Regions from separate parts of the Mus musculus genome. Here all the other regions are linked to region 2. A link is a contact called in public HiCAR-type and promoter capture Hi-C data. All regions are on one chromosome and are shown on one strand. The core of a region is the stretch at or near the end of the contact, and the rest is flanking DNA. Distances in the headings are between cores, read along the strand shown. Region 1 overlaps 1700065J11Rik (RIKEN cDNA 1700065J11 gene). Region 2 holds the start of Ptn (pleiotrophin). Region 3 has its middle 32 kb from the start of Gm38789. Region 4 holds the start of Trim24 (tripartite motif-containing 24).

What was found. Promoter capture Hi-C pulls out the DNA fragments that hold promoters and counts their contacts. HiCAR-type assays count read pairs that join an accessible place to other places.
Region 1: a promoter capture Hi-C map of hippocampal neurons shows a contact between it and region 2, with 9 times the contacts expected there. The contact joins the enhancer-like site here to the promoter of Ptn in region 2. A contact is called at or near these places in 11 of 39 promoter capture datasets (the 3T3-L1 cell line, 3T3-L1-derived adipocytes, cranial neural crest and 7 more).
Region 3: a HiCAR-type map of astrocytes shows a contact between it and region 2, with 4 times the contacts expected there. The contact joins the enhancer-like site here to the promoter of Ptn in region 2. A contact is called at or near these places in 12 of 39 promoter capture datasets (the 3T3-L1 cell line, 3T3-L1-derived adipocytes, cranial neural crest and 7 more) and 4 of 115 datasets of contacts at active chromatin or transcription factors (astrocytes, embryonic forebrain, forebrain and 1 more).
Region 4: a contact with region 2 is called in a promoter capture Hi-C map of second pharyngeal arch cranial neural crest. The contact joins the promoter of Trim24 here to the promoter of Ptn in region 2. A contact is called at or near these places in 4 of 39 promoter capture datasets (cranial neural crest, hippocampal neurons, maxillary cranial neural crest and 1 more), 1 of 115 datasets of contacts at active chromatin or transcription factors (astrocytes) and 1 of 9 other capture datasets (adipose tissue).

The regions. Positions count from the first base shown.
Region 1 is chr6:35,333,809-35,337,197 of GRCm38.p6, reverse strand. 1700065J11Rik (RIKEN cDNA 1700065J11 gene) reads right to left here. Exons shown (of 3, transcript NR_040526.1): 2 at 2,173-2,347; 3 at 367-584. Among named protein-coding and RNA genes, the nearest start is that of 1700065J11Rik, 4.7 kb to the right of the region's middle. Within about 2 kb of position 1,522, at least 21 of the 459 cell types and tissues checked have an H3K27ac peak or open chromatin away from gene starts, as enhancers often do.
Region 2 is chr6:36,808,288-36,811,519 of GRCm38.p6, reverse strand. Ptn (pleiotrophin) reads left to right here and starts at 1,341. Exons shown (of 5, transcript NM_008973.3): 1 at 1,341-1,626.
Region 3 is chr6:35,379,336-35,382,383 of GRCm38.p6, reverse strand. No RefSeq gene overlaps it. Among named protein-coding and RNA genes, the nearest start is that of Gm38789, 32 kb to the left of the region's middle. Within about 2 kb of position 1,468, at least 83 of the 459 cell types and tissues checked have an H3K27ac peak or open chromatin away from gene starts, as enhancers often do. A contact at or near this core is called in astrocytes, second pharyngeal arch cranial neural crest and stem cell-derived neural progenitor cells, where this site is marked.
Region 4 is chr6:37,868,892-37,872,418 of GRCm38.p6, reverse strand. Trim24 (tripartite motif-containing 24) reads right to left here and starts at 1,608. Exons shown (of 19, transcript NM_145076.4): 1 at 945-1,608. The coding sequence starts at 1,308.

The DNA.
Region 1 (3,389 bases), core at 273-2,772, 1.5 Mb after region 2:
TTATGTGGTCCCTTGCTGCATGGTAGTGCTTGGTAGAATTCATTTTTGATCTCTTGATAACAATAATTAATAATTATTATAAAGTGACAATATACTATTACATGTTATTATGAAATATAATATTTATTGTTGTTATAGTTATTATTAATATTTGTGTGTATTGGTGTGTATGCAGGTGTGAGCATGCCACAGTAGAGAATAGTTTTGAGGAATCACTTGTTGTTTTCAGTCCTGAAAGAGGACTCTAACCTCTCTCATATTTACCATTTAGAAGACAGAAAAAGGATTGTCATTTAGCCATGGTCAACAGTGCTAAAATTTAAAAAAAAAAAAAAAATGTCTGGGATTAAGCAAGGCACAGTCAGATTTTGTGGTAAAGATGTTTCCTTTTTTATTTTACGTGTGACTTTTTCCAGTGCTGAAACTTCAAGAGTCTATGGCAAATAGTCTCCCATGGCTCCCAGGGTTTCTTATAACTGTCCTTGGTGCTTTGTTCTTGAAGGTTTCAATGTTTCAATGTTGCTTGTATCCCACAGTGAGAAGATTCTCCTCCGTGTATTATCGTAGCCTGTTGTTTCACAGAACTGAAAAGAAGTCTCATAATTAAGCCTGCAGTGTGCAGAGGGGAGCCCAGCCGAGGCCTCCTGTGTGACTACAGTAGCGGCTGGTAAGGCAGAGAGAGTGTCAGGACCCCAACCGTCTTCAGAGACAAGGTCACATAAGTCATTCTCCCACTGCCTTCTGCCAGAGGATGCCAGCCTGATGCTTAATAGAATATATTATACAAAGCCAGAAATATATATCTATACATAATGTATTTTCATATAATAAATTATATGAAGCCAGTCAACGAAAGGTTATTCTCCAGAGGCTCAGTATGTGTCCATCCATTCATTCACTCATTCATGCATTTGTTTAAAGTCATCCATTGCATTTCTCACATGACTAATACTACGTGAGATGAGAAACGAAAAGCTCAATAAGCAGCCATCTTTCCAAACTCAAGGAATTACAGACCGGCCGACAAACAATGAGAAAGTCACCGGGCATTTTGAAACGTTGAGCTAAGAGAACATCTTATCTCAACCAGGGCTGGCTTTGACCCCCGAGAACATTTGTCATGTCTAGAATCATCTTTGCCATGGACTGAGTGAGGGCTCTTACTGGTATCTAGAGGCCAGGGGCACACCTAACCTCCCCCTCGGTGCCTACGACAGCCCTCCATGGTGAGGGATTATCCAACCCAAAATGTTAGCAGTGCCAGCTGAGAACCTCCGGCCTCGTGAGATGTGCAGTGATATGATCAGTTTGTTCTGGTCAGCTCAATGCTCTGAGTTCTGTCAATCATTTCTGATCTTCTCCCACCTCCATCACTGCCTGGCTTTTGCCCCTCGGCCAGTTTATCTTCATAGCTTTAACTTCGTTTGTAGAATGGAGTTCAGATCTCTACTCTCTACATCCCTTCCAGCCTGAGAGTCTATGGTTTATTGAGCCTGTGTTTGTGTTTCCACTGACCTCTGCTCCCAACAAGAAGAAGCTGCTGAGGCCAGTGACTCTGCTCAGCTTCAGGTCAGGGAGATAACCTGGCTTCCTGTGTTGCTATCGAGCATAAGGGGAAGGCCCAACCATCCTAGCCCAGGACTGTCCTATCACAACTTAAGCTTCCCCATCAATACCCAAGAGCCATTTAACGTGACCACCACCACCCTGGATCTGAAGAAAAGGTTTGCGTGAATGAAGCAGGGTGGAAATTTCCTCAGATGCTGTTTCAGTGATTAGATCCAACCACAAACGACACTTTACTCACTTTGGGGGGTCTGGGGCAGCAATAGGGCAAGAAGAGCCAGCCCAGGGTGTGGGGCAGTGGACTATGGAGAGGTAGGTCAGTAGGTGTCTGTGGGCAGCCTTAAAGGGGACCTCTTGTTATCTGTCTCCTTAAGATCAGGGTAGACTGGATTCTTAGCCACATATTTCAGACTGTAAGGCTGTGTGAATAGACACCCAGAAGCTCTTTGCTGTTCCCTCTCTCCTGTGGTGTTTTTTAAGCTTATCCACCAAACAGAAAGAGCCTGTCAGGACTGGAAGACAAGAGCAGGCTTGAGACACAGAGGAGCCAAGGGTTGGAGGAGGGAGTCCAGAGGCTCCAGAATATAAGGTTGCCTCAGTACTCACGCAGAGCTAGCTGTCACCAGAGAGTGGGGAAGCAGCAAGGACAGAGCTGGCTTTGGCAGACACCCTGGTTCCAATGTCACTAGACTCACTGTCCTAGCAGAAGAATATCCAGGTCTGCAACTGGAACGCCTTTGTGTCCTCTCCACTGCCACCCGGAGCCATTTGAGGTAGCAGTCTGAAAGCGATGAAAAATAAGCAATCTTTATTCCTTTTTAACTGAGAGAAAAAAAATAACACTAAATTCCAGACTCATTCAGTAACATTGCCCAAGTTACTTCAGCTGCTAGACTAGGAGGTTCCATTAATGTCAGATCTGCTCCACGGAAGCATAGACAATAAATATTCTCAAGTCAGCTGGACACATAGCTTGGATTGGCTGTTTGGTTGTGTTTGGTTTGTAACTAGGAGTATATGGAAATCTTTCTTAAGACTTAATTTTTAATTAAATGTATGCGTTATGTCTCTGTGGGTGTTTATGTGCACATGACTGCAGTGTCTGCAGAAGGCCAGAAGAGGGCGCTGTACTTGTGCCCGGGAGCTGGACTTGAAGCTATGCATTGCCCAGTACAGATGCTGGAAACTGAGCAAGCGATCTTAAGTGCTGATCTGTCAGGACCTGTGCAGCAGCAGATCTTAAGTGTACAGCTCAGTGACTTCTATGTGCATGTACCTATGCCTGCATATTGACTACAAATCCTTGGCAACCCCCAAAAATCCCCTCACCCTGTTTTACTCAGAGTCAACCCTTTTGATAAATATCTTTTTCTTTCCATCGTGAGAGCTTAGTTCTATCTACTCCTTGCATGGTTAAAATCATACTCTTTTGTCTCATATACTTCCTGTGTGTGCTACAGCACATGTTGTGGTAATGTTTTGCTCCTTCTAGTGTGGGACAATGTTGCACCCTAGTTGCAATGTTGTATGAATGCACCCTCTTGCATTTATCCATCCCTTTATGGAGGCTATTCGGGTTGTTTTCAGGTTTTGGCTTTTGTGGCTATTGAGTCTAAAGAGTTGGGGGAGGGCTCTGCTGTTGTTGATGTTAACTTAGCATGAATTGATTCCTCTCCAAACAAAAGCTAATCAAGCCCTCCTCCAAAGGTCTCCAAAGCACTGAGTCAGGAGGAAGTGTTAGCGCCCCAGATGACCTTTTCAGCCCTAAACCTCTAATCTCACTCTTTGTGCCAGGTGGCTGCTGGTCTGGGCCTGCTTGGCCC
Region 2 (3,232 bases), core at 92-2,591:
TGAGTAGTTCATGATGTACACAGGTGACACCAGATGAACACTCACATGGACTGTTTCATGGCAAAGATGAACTTTCAAACAGGGATGTGCATAGCCTGGGAGTTGGTCTTGAGGAAGGCATGTGCAATTTGTGTGTGGAAAGGTGGTTTAGCAGAAGAGACTGTAAAGAATACAGATCAGGTGTAAATGTGAATTTCTGTCCATTTTTTCGTTGGAGGGCGGGGTGGGGGGAGGGGCAGAAACGAAGATTAGTGGACTAAAAGCTCTACTCCTGCAGGGTCACCTTTGTCCCTCGATTACTCTTGGACATTGGTACAGGTAACAGCCAATAGAAGACTCCTAGTCCTTAAAACCACTTGCCATAACCAATGGCTGTAATTTTAGGAAAGGAGTGGTCTTAAGATGTGAGGGCTTAAAACACCCTACGGAATCCATAGGATCTGTAAGTTGAGTTGAAGAGATGTATCTTTGGTGAGAAATTGGAGCCAGTTTTATAATTTGACCGTGTTTGGGCAAATTGGGGTTTTACTCCATCTTTTCTGGTCAGTTTCTATGTGTGACTCAAAACTGTCACTTTGCTCTCCTTGGTTAAAGGAGAGGAAGGTCTCAGGAAGCCAGGAAGCCCACTCTAATTCTTACAAACCCCAGAGCTTGAGCCACACTGATTACCCCCCTGTGTTCTTTGCCAAGAGCATGCCACAAAATATGTGACCCGAAGGCATCGAAGAAGCCAAGAATGGAAAAATTCCCTAAAGGAAAGTGACATTTAATTGGGAAATTTCAGAGATCTGTCACTCCTAGTGACAACCCAGAAAAAACTGCTTTGCAGCTTTGTGACTGGAGGTGAGCTGCAACTGTCAGCTGAAGTTAGCAGGGACTCCCTGCAGGGAGGCCTTTAGGGGCGGAGAGCAAGGGACAGCTGCCTTTGCACATGGCTCCCCCAATCTCGAATAGAATATCGTGTGTGTGTGTGTGTGTGTGTGTGTGTGTGTGTGTGTGTGTGTGTGTGTGTGTGTGTTTAAAGCTGTACCAAAACTGTAGTTTAAAATGCTGTCAATTTTCCAATTAAGATATCCAGCTTGATAAGCCGAGCTATGGACCCATGGGAGGGGGAGAAAAACATGGTTCTTGGGAGTTTGTACAAAAAATATGGTGCTGGGTGGGTGCTAAGAACAAACGGTCTTATAACCCATGGTCTTTCTACACAGATCCGTTTGGGGAAAGACTGCCCCCAGAGTAGCCTGCTTTTCATAAGCTTCCCAATCAGATTTCGGGGGCAAAGCACTCCCCTCCTCCCTCGCACAGCCTGCTTCTTCTCTCTGCCCTCTCTCGTCCCTCCCATTCTCTATTTCCCTCCCCGGCAGGGTGTAGTTGAGTGAAGGCAGGATCAGGTTCCCCGCCTACCCGTCCAAATATCCCGCCAAGGAAGCCCCAGAGCACAAGAAAACCCAAAGTGGAGAGAGGGGAAGAAAGAAAGCACTGAGTCATCCATCCAGAAGGGGGGAGAGCAGAGCGCAGCCGCCCAGGCAGGAGCATCAGCCAGCGATACCTGGAGTCTGCAGAAACCTCGCCCGCACTTTGCAACAAAGGCAGCCAGCTAGTCAGCGAGGACCTCTGCAAGCCAAAGTAAGTGCAAGATACCCTGTGGTTTTCTCCAAAGGGTCTCTGGTGCAGTGTGCCTACCCCCCAAAGCCACTTTTCTGGTAGCCTGCAGTACGTGGAGGGGGTTGGAGCAGGAGAGAGGCTGCCTGGAGTCCGCTAAATAGGACTGCTTTTAAAAACGGACTTGCTCCAGAAGGCAAAACAGCCGAAAGGAAATTTTGGGGGGAATGAGCTAAGTAACCTAGCATGTGCTTGGATGGGAAGAAGGAAAGCAGCTTTTGGGCTGTGGAGAGTGCATGGGGACCGAATTCCTGCTACCTGCCAGAGCATGCAAAGCGCGGGAGAGGGCACATTTGTGCTCTTTGTAAAACCTGGAGCTTTGGTGGGTGTGTCTGGCCCAGTAGGCATGAGAGAGAAGAAAGGGTGTATCAGTAGACAGGTCTCATTTCCTACCTCCACTTCTCAGGTTGCCCTAGAGCTTGCCAACTGCCAATTGCTGCCCGCTCTAGGTGTGGTACATGCCTGGCAGCCTGCCCCTCCTGTGTCTGCTGATGGAGAAACATCTCCGCCAGAGCAGCCTGCACTCCCTAGCCTGCCCACGAGCCCAGAAACGCTTCTAGAAACAGTTCAGTCCAAAGTTTCAAAGGCACACTTTGGAGTCTACCTTTGCTTGGTTGGGATGCCAACTGGCATAGAAGCACTTACGTTTTCAGTTGTATCCAAATAAGCCAGGGTTGTGGTAAAGACGAGTTTGGCAGACACCCGGAATTTCTGAGGTGATATTCCAGTTGTTTCCATAATATATTTTGAGAAGAAAAGTCACTTCTTTTGTGCATAAAACATAACCTTTCCTCTCTTCTAAAATATGTGTGTGTGCATGCGCACACACACATGCACACACACACGCACACACACACACACACACACACACTTCTATGGGATCTGATGTGGCATATAAATACAAGAGCACACATGTAACTCACATACAGATTGCTAACTAGTTCTTGTCTCCTTAGTAATAAGGACTTTGGAGCTGTAGGAGCAGAGCGAGACTTCAGAAGTAGAGTGGGTGCCTCACAGAAGGAATGCACACTTCAGGGGAGAACAAAGTAACAGAGTTCTAGTGGGTCAGCATCTTTCCTCTTGAAACTACCAGGCATAGTTTAAAAAGTGTGTGTGTGTGTGTGTGTGTGTGTGTGTGTGTGTGTGTGTGTGTGTGTGGTGTGTGTGTGTTGGAAGGAAGGGCCTGGGAGGCACTTCAGGAACTACCAAAGAAAAGCTTTTGAACTAACAACATAATGGAGCAATTTCACGATCCCAGGCAAACGTGGAGCTGATGAAACGGTCCAGCCCATTTGGGCCCTTTGATCATCTGGGAATGAATTGTTCTGTGAGAATATTAAAAGGTAATGAGAGCGAAACAAAAGAGAAGTCAGCCAACACAGCACAGAAGGCTGGTGTTTGCCAGACTCATTATGTCCCTTTTAAAGTAAATTATGTGCCTTCAAGGCCAAGTCATTAGAAACACTTATAGTCCAGTTAAATTCAAGGGAAACTCAGGTGCCCTCCCACTCCTCTTTGGGCCCTGTGTAATTTCAGACCACCAATAGTGGTTGTTTCTTATCAAAAT
Region 3 (3,048 bases), core at 219-2,718, 1.4 Mb after region 2:
AAAGGGAGGAAAAGATATTGGTGTCCTGACATGGTTGTTTCCTTCAAAGCAGTTCGGGGCCATGACCGTCTGGGGAGGATGTTGGCCTTGCCACAGTTTGTGAGGCTAAAAGATGAAGCCACTGTGCAATATGCTACTCTTGATTCAGGTGTGGAATAAAAAACAATCCCAGCAGCTCGCAGCCTGCTCAGAACTGAGCAGGAAGAACAGCACTGCTTCAACCGAAAACCCCATAGCCCACTTTCCAATCCTCGTACCTATAAAAGCAGGGTACAAAGAGCATAGCTGAGGGGCTCAGGGAGGGCTCCCGGCTTCCTGGGGAGGGGACTGGATCTGTAGCGTTGGGTGCCGCAGAGGAAATGTCCAGGAACCCAGGCCATTGGCGTCTGAGGAAAATGGAAGCCCCTAAGCAAAGGTATGCGGCCTGGGAAGACTGTCAAAGCAGGGCTGAATATGTATGAGCAGAAGAGGAAACTGAGGCACCACCAGTAGCAGCTGAACCAGTAGGTAACCATGGAAGTGCAAGCTACAGGGCCATCAGCCAACCCAGCCTAGGTTGGGTGCTGGTATGGGGCGGCGCTTAAGGGAGGGAAAGTTAGTGTGTGTGACCAAAGTGGTTTGAAAGAGAAAGCTTGTGTTTGGGCCAAGACCCACTCCAGAAAATGCCAATGACCTAAAGTGGGTAGACAGGCGCTCAAATCTGTACCAAGCTGCCAGGGTGGCAAGCTTCCTCTTTACAGCCCTTAGAATTCACAGGGTTTTACTGTCAGTGTGGATCAGTGGTGTGTAGATGATGTGGAAAGTGTCCCAAGCAGGAGGGACAAGGCAGTCCAAGAACTCAGCATCTATAAAGGAGTCTCAGCCATCTCCTATGTCTTCCATCTGGACCATGAAGAGCGATTTGGTCACATCCTAGAGCTTCAGGGTCAATCTTAATATCCCCCCAACACCCTTAGTCTCCAAACACAAGACTCCCGGCTGAGCTGGGTGTATTTCTACTCCCTTCCCCTCCCCTACACTGGCAATAATTAATGCTGACACAAATGGCCACAGAAGACACATTCCTAAGGCTGTGGACCACTGATTTTGACCTTAATGTTGCTCTTCTCAAGCTAACTGCCCAAATGCAATGGATTAGAGCAGGCAAACAGAAGCCAGCCCTCAGGCAGCTGGCTCAACGTTTAGTACCTCTCCCCTTTCGCAAGTTTCCTTTCTCCTGGGAAGAGAGTGCCATCTAGTGGGCAATTAGTGAACTTACATATGCCACTCCACTTTTTTCCGTTCTTCCTTTCTTTTTTAAGTTATTTTATTTATTTATATTCCAGTCGTTGACCTCCTCCCCCACCCCCCCGTCCCTCCGACCCACCATTCCTCATCCTATTCCTCCTCCCACTTGCCTCCCAGAGGGTGCTCCCAACCTCCAGCAGGCCTCCCCCTTCCCTGGGTCCTCAAGTCTCTTGGAGGAGTAAGTGCATCTTCTCCCACTGAGGCCAGACCAGGCAGACCTCCGCTGTATATGTGCCAGGGGCCTCAGACCTGGCTGTGTATGCTCCTGGTTGGTGGCTCCGTCTCTGGGAGCTCCCTGGGTTCTGTGTTAGTCGAGTCTGCTGGTCTTCCTATGAGGTCGCCCTCCCTTTCAGATTCTTCAATCTTTCCTTTAATTCAACCTTAATTCAGTCCAATGGTTGGGTGTAATTATCTGCCTCTGTCTCGATCAGCTGCTGGTAGAGCCTCTCAGAAGACAGGTATGCCAGGCATATGCAAAGACCTGATTTCATCCTTGAAGCGACTCTGTAACCATCTACTACCAGTAGTTAAGAGCACTGGCTGCTCTTCCAGAGGACCTGGGCACAATTCCTCAGCACCCTCATGACTCTATACAACTATCTAGAACTCCAGTTCCAGGGGATCTGTAGGCACCAGGCATGTATGTGGTGTACAGAAATACATTCAGGCAAAATAACCATACACACACACACACACACACACACAAATAATAAGTAATAGTAGTAGTAATAATAATAGGAATAATAATAACAGCAACAATAATATTTTTTTAATTAAAGAAAGGGGAACTGGGTGGAATTGTTTTCTTTCCGCTGTGTGTGGTATAATAAATGTGCTTCCATCCACCCAGAAATGCAACTCCTTGCCCATTGCAAGGACAGCATGTGGGCCCTGCCTGAGGAGGGAAGGAGGGAGTTCCTAAGCTGAGAGAGTCAGCAAGCTGGAACACTCAAGGCTGAGAAAGACAAGTTAAGGGTTTTGACAGATAGGAGGCACTGTTCTGCTAGAGACTGAAGAGGGTGACCCAAGGGCGCCACCTGCTGCCGGCAACCAGCGCGAGGCCCCTCCCGCTTTCACTATGGGTCGCTCTGGTTCCCTTGTTTGCTTTGCTCTGATTCGATGTTCAAAGGCAGTGGGGGGTTGTTGATGTTTTGGATGAAGAATGGGCCTTCTGAGAAACAGAATTCTTCCAGCCTAGACTGTAAGGGATCGCGAACAGGGAAGCAACGTTCGGGGTATGCCCCCTTAGCAAGAAACCATGTGAATTTTTTTTTTCTTTTTCTGGTTTTCTTTGTGACTGTGCTGGAGCTCCAACCCAGAGCTTTGTGCTCTTGCACTCAACCACCGAGCCACACTCCCAGCTCCTTGCTTTTTAAGACAGAGCCTCATTATGTAGCTGAAGACGGGAGACAGAGGCAGGGGGTGGCAGGTTACAGAACCTAACAGCTGGCTAGACCATGTCATGTTAATCAATCTCAGCCTGACAAAGGCAATGTATTTTCTTTGGAGTCATCTAGGTGAGAGGAGGCAGATAGCTCAGAGACCCCAATCCTTTCTCTGTCTACTGTCCCTGAGAGGCAATGAAGACTAAAGCTTGCAAAACAGTCTGCCTTGAGTATAGTTCTGCATGCGTATGCCAAACCTCGGGCCAGATGTGCTAGCTCCTGGCTGGTCATCATCACCTTTTCAAAGATAGGTACGTTTTTAGCCAGCCTACTTATAGCAGTGCTAATTGTGGGCCACAAGCTTTCCAATATAGTA
Region 4 (3,527 bases), core at 359-2,858, 1.1 Mb before region 2:
CAATCCAAGCCAGCAATTGCATCCTGACCTAATAAATATAATTACTTAACAAATTAACTTAAAACAGTTATTCCCTTTAAAAGAGATGTTAAAAGTGTCTGGCTAGCAGGTGCAATGGCTCATGCCTGTTATCTTTACTCTGAAGAAGCTGAGGCAGGAAGATTGCTAGCTGTGGACAATTCTGGGCTGCTACATAAGCCAAACAAAACATACACACACACACACACACACACACAAAACCCAAGAAGCAAGAGAAAAAAGATTTCCCTTCCTCAGTTACTTCGCATTTTAAAGACGTCAATTTGCCCAAATATTTGCAATATTAAAAGTTAAAAACTTCAAGTGTTCTCCCAGAAATAATTACTGCACTTCAAATCACTTTCAACGATTTAAACCTGGTAACATAAGCAAAGGAAACTACCTGTCAAAAACTAATTACCCAATAACACCACAAAAGAGAAAGTAACTTCCAACTACGGCATACAAAACACTTTGGAAGTCTATTTACTTTCTATCGTTTATCGAATCGCTCGAAATAAAATCTCCGAAAGCAGCAGACAACAAAACAACTTATCCCGGTTCCTTTGTCCCCTACGGAGGGGACAGAGAGGGAACTCATTAAGGTAAAAAGCCCGGAACGCACAAGATTCGAAACAGACGGCAGCCAATCTGCAATCAATCATCAAAGAAAATCCCCATCACTTCATCTCCATCCCTTCCTCCCCCCTCCGGCTCGCATAACCCGGGTGTACACGAGCTGATCCAGATCATATGCACCCGGACAAAGCTTTGCGGAGGAGCAGAGAGCAGCTAACTCGCCACAACCGTCAGAGCTCTGCAAAAGTGAGGGACCGCCGAGTCGCTCAGCCGGCGCGGGCCCATTTCACCCCCTCCCCAGCCGCGTGACAGCGGGTCGCGCCCGCCACCTCGCGGGCCCCTCTCACCTTGGGTGGCGAATGGCGAAGGACCACCGGCCGGGGAGCCCGGGGCGGGGGCGGGGGCGGGAGCGGGTGGAGGGGTCTCTGCCGAGCCCAGCGCGGGCGCCGTCAGCATGAGATAGCGCTGCGGCGCGGGCAAACAGCGCTGGCAGAACGAGTGCAGGCAGGGCAGCAGCTTGGGCACCCGGCTCTGGATGTTCTGGTGGCACACGGCGCAAGTGTCCAACAGGTTGAGCCGGGACGCCTCGCCGCCGCTCTCCGAGTCCGGGCCCTGCCGGCTCTCGGCCTCATTCTCCCCGCTCGGCGCCGCCGCTGCGGGGCCTCCGGCCGGAGCCGCTGCCGCCGCCGCCTTCTCCACAGCCACCTCCATTGTCCTGCGGCCGCCGCCGGGGAAGCGGGAGCGCGCTCACCGCCCGCCGCCCCCGACGACCTCCGCAGCCGCCGCCGCCTCCCGCTTCTCCGAGGCCGAACGGACTCGCGGAGGGAGCACAGGGAGGAAGCCACCTCCCGAGTGGCGCGGCCGGAAGACGCGGAGCTGTCAACGGGGACCGGTTCCCGCACCGCGACGCCGCCGCGCGGGCCGATAGGCAAACCGCCACCGAGACGCTCGATTCCGCCCAGCGCGCCCGCCCGTGCCTAGCAGCCTTTCTCTCGGGCCCCTTGGACCACCGCGGGCCCCGCCCCCACCTCCCTCTCCCAGCAACCGCGGCGACTGCGAGCCGAGCGCCATCCAATGACCGCCGCGCCTGCCCAGGGGGCGGGGTCTGCAGAAGCCCGCGAGGCTCGGACGGCCCCCGCGGGAGGTTGGGAGTGGGCGGGGCTAGCCCCGCCGGACGCGAGGACCGCGGCCGCTGATTGGCTCGCTGTGTGTGTGTCTCTCTTCTGTAGATTGTAAAGGAATCATTTGTTAAGGAGCCAGAGCAGGCATCGGGTTCCGCCCGCCGCTATGGCCCCGCCCAAGGGGCGGGGGCTCTGCCCAGTCTACCCAGCCTGATTAATTAAGAAACTGCTTGGAAAACTGCTTTTACTACTGGAGACTTAAATGGGTAAAGGAGTAAGATCGTGGGAGGGCCACGGGAGGATGAAGAAGTAAGTTACGTGCAAACGAGAAGAGACCCAAAACCGGGTTGTATGAGCCCACATTGTGTGAAAGGGGGAGTGTGCAGGCAGCTTTACTCTTTTTGTGGCCTGAATTTATCTCTGTGATGAATTAATGAGAATGATGTAAAGGGGGAGAAATTACAAATTTGTCGGAACTTTAAAAGACCTCAATGGAAAAGGGTGAAATTAATTTTGCTTCTTAAATGAATAAAAGCAGTTAATTTTTTTGAGGACTAAATAAATGATCTGCAAGTGTCCATAGTACCTGAATATTAAACTCTTAAAAAAAAAAAAAAGGCAGACGTGGTAGCACACACCTATACTAATACTCCAGAGGCAAAGGCAGGAAAATCACTACAAATTCAAAGTTATTCTAGGTTTTAGTCAGTGTAAAAGCCTGTCTCAAAAGGGGGGGGGGGGACCTCAATTCTGGTTTTAGAGTTTCAGTATTATATTTCATGTCTTCCTTCTCCCGTGCTTGTTACCGGAAATTCTGGGGAGTCCCATGGGAAGTGCCACCTGTTACTAGGGAAATCAGAGTCCCCTCTTGAGGTTCTTAGTCTCATTAATAAAAGAATTTAAGAAGAGCCTCAAAAGAAGCTGGAGGAAATTTTATTAGAGTTTAAAAGAAAAGAAAGAAAAAAACCAATGCAGGCAAGCTGTAAATCTCAGCAGCTGCCCAGAGGAAGATGGAGAAGTGGAAGAGATGCCATGCCATTTGTGTTAAACAGCCACATGGTTACAGCAGCCACATGGAGGGGAGCTTTAGAGAAAGAGTAAGGAAGCCGAAACTATCAGAGACTGTGTATTAGGCTAACACCCAAAAGAAAAGAGAAGACAAAGAGAAGGTTGGGAGTTTCTGAGACAGAATAGACAGAAATCCTGGAGAATCTCGTGGGGAATCTGGAACTACTGCACTATGGGCCAGGAATTTGGGGGAAGAACACTGTTTATTAAAGAGATTATTCCTCTGTGTCTTTAGCGTGGCTGAAGGTGAACCTGCCTTTCTAAGGGATGGTCCCTTATCCAGGTGATGGGCAGACTCAGCTGGATTAAGGTTTACAGAAGGAGACAATGGCGTGACTCTACCTCAAAGGTAGATTTCATTGGGTTATGATTAGTAGGCAACATTTTTCCTTTAATGGACCTTTAATAAGAATAATAAAAATTACATTTTCAGCCAAAAGCTGCGTAAAAAGCCAAGCTCAGTGGCACATACCTTTAATTCCAGCCTTTGAGAGGCAGAGGCAGGCAGATCTCTGAATTCCAGGCCAGCCTGCTCTACAGAGCCAGGACAGCCAGAGCTACACAGAGAAACACTCTCTAAACAACAAAAAGCTGGGTAAAACCTCATAGAGGTTGAAGAATACTGTGAGAGGAGACAAGCTTTTGAATACACATGAATAAAGTCCATGTGCTCTGTAATTCCCAAAGACTTGAGGAGAAAGACCAGGAACCTGAATAATCCATCGTGGCCACATTTATTAA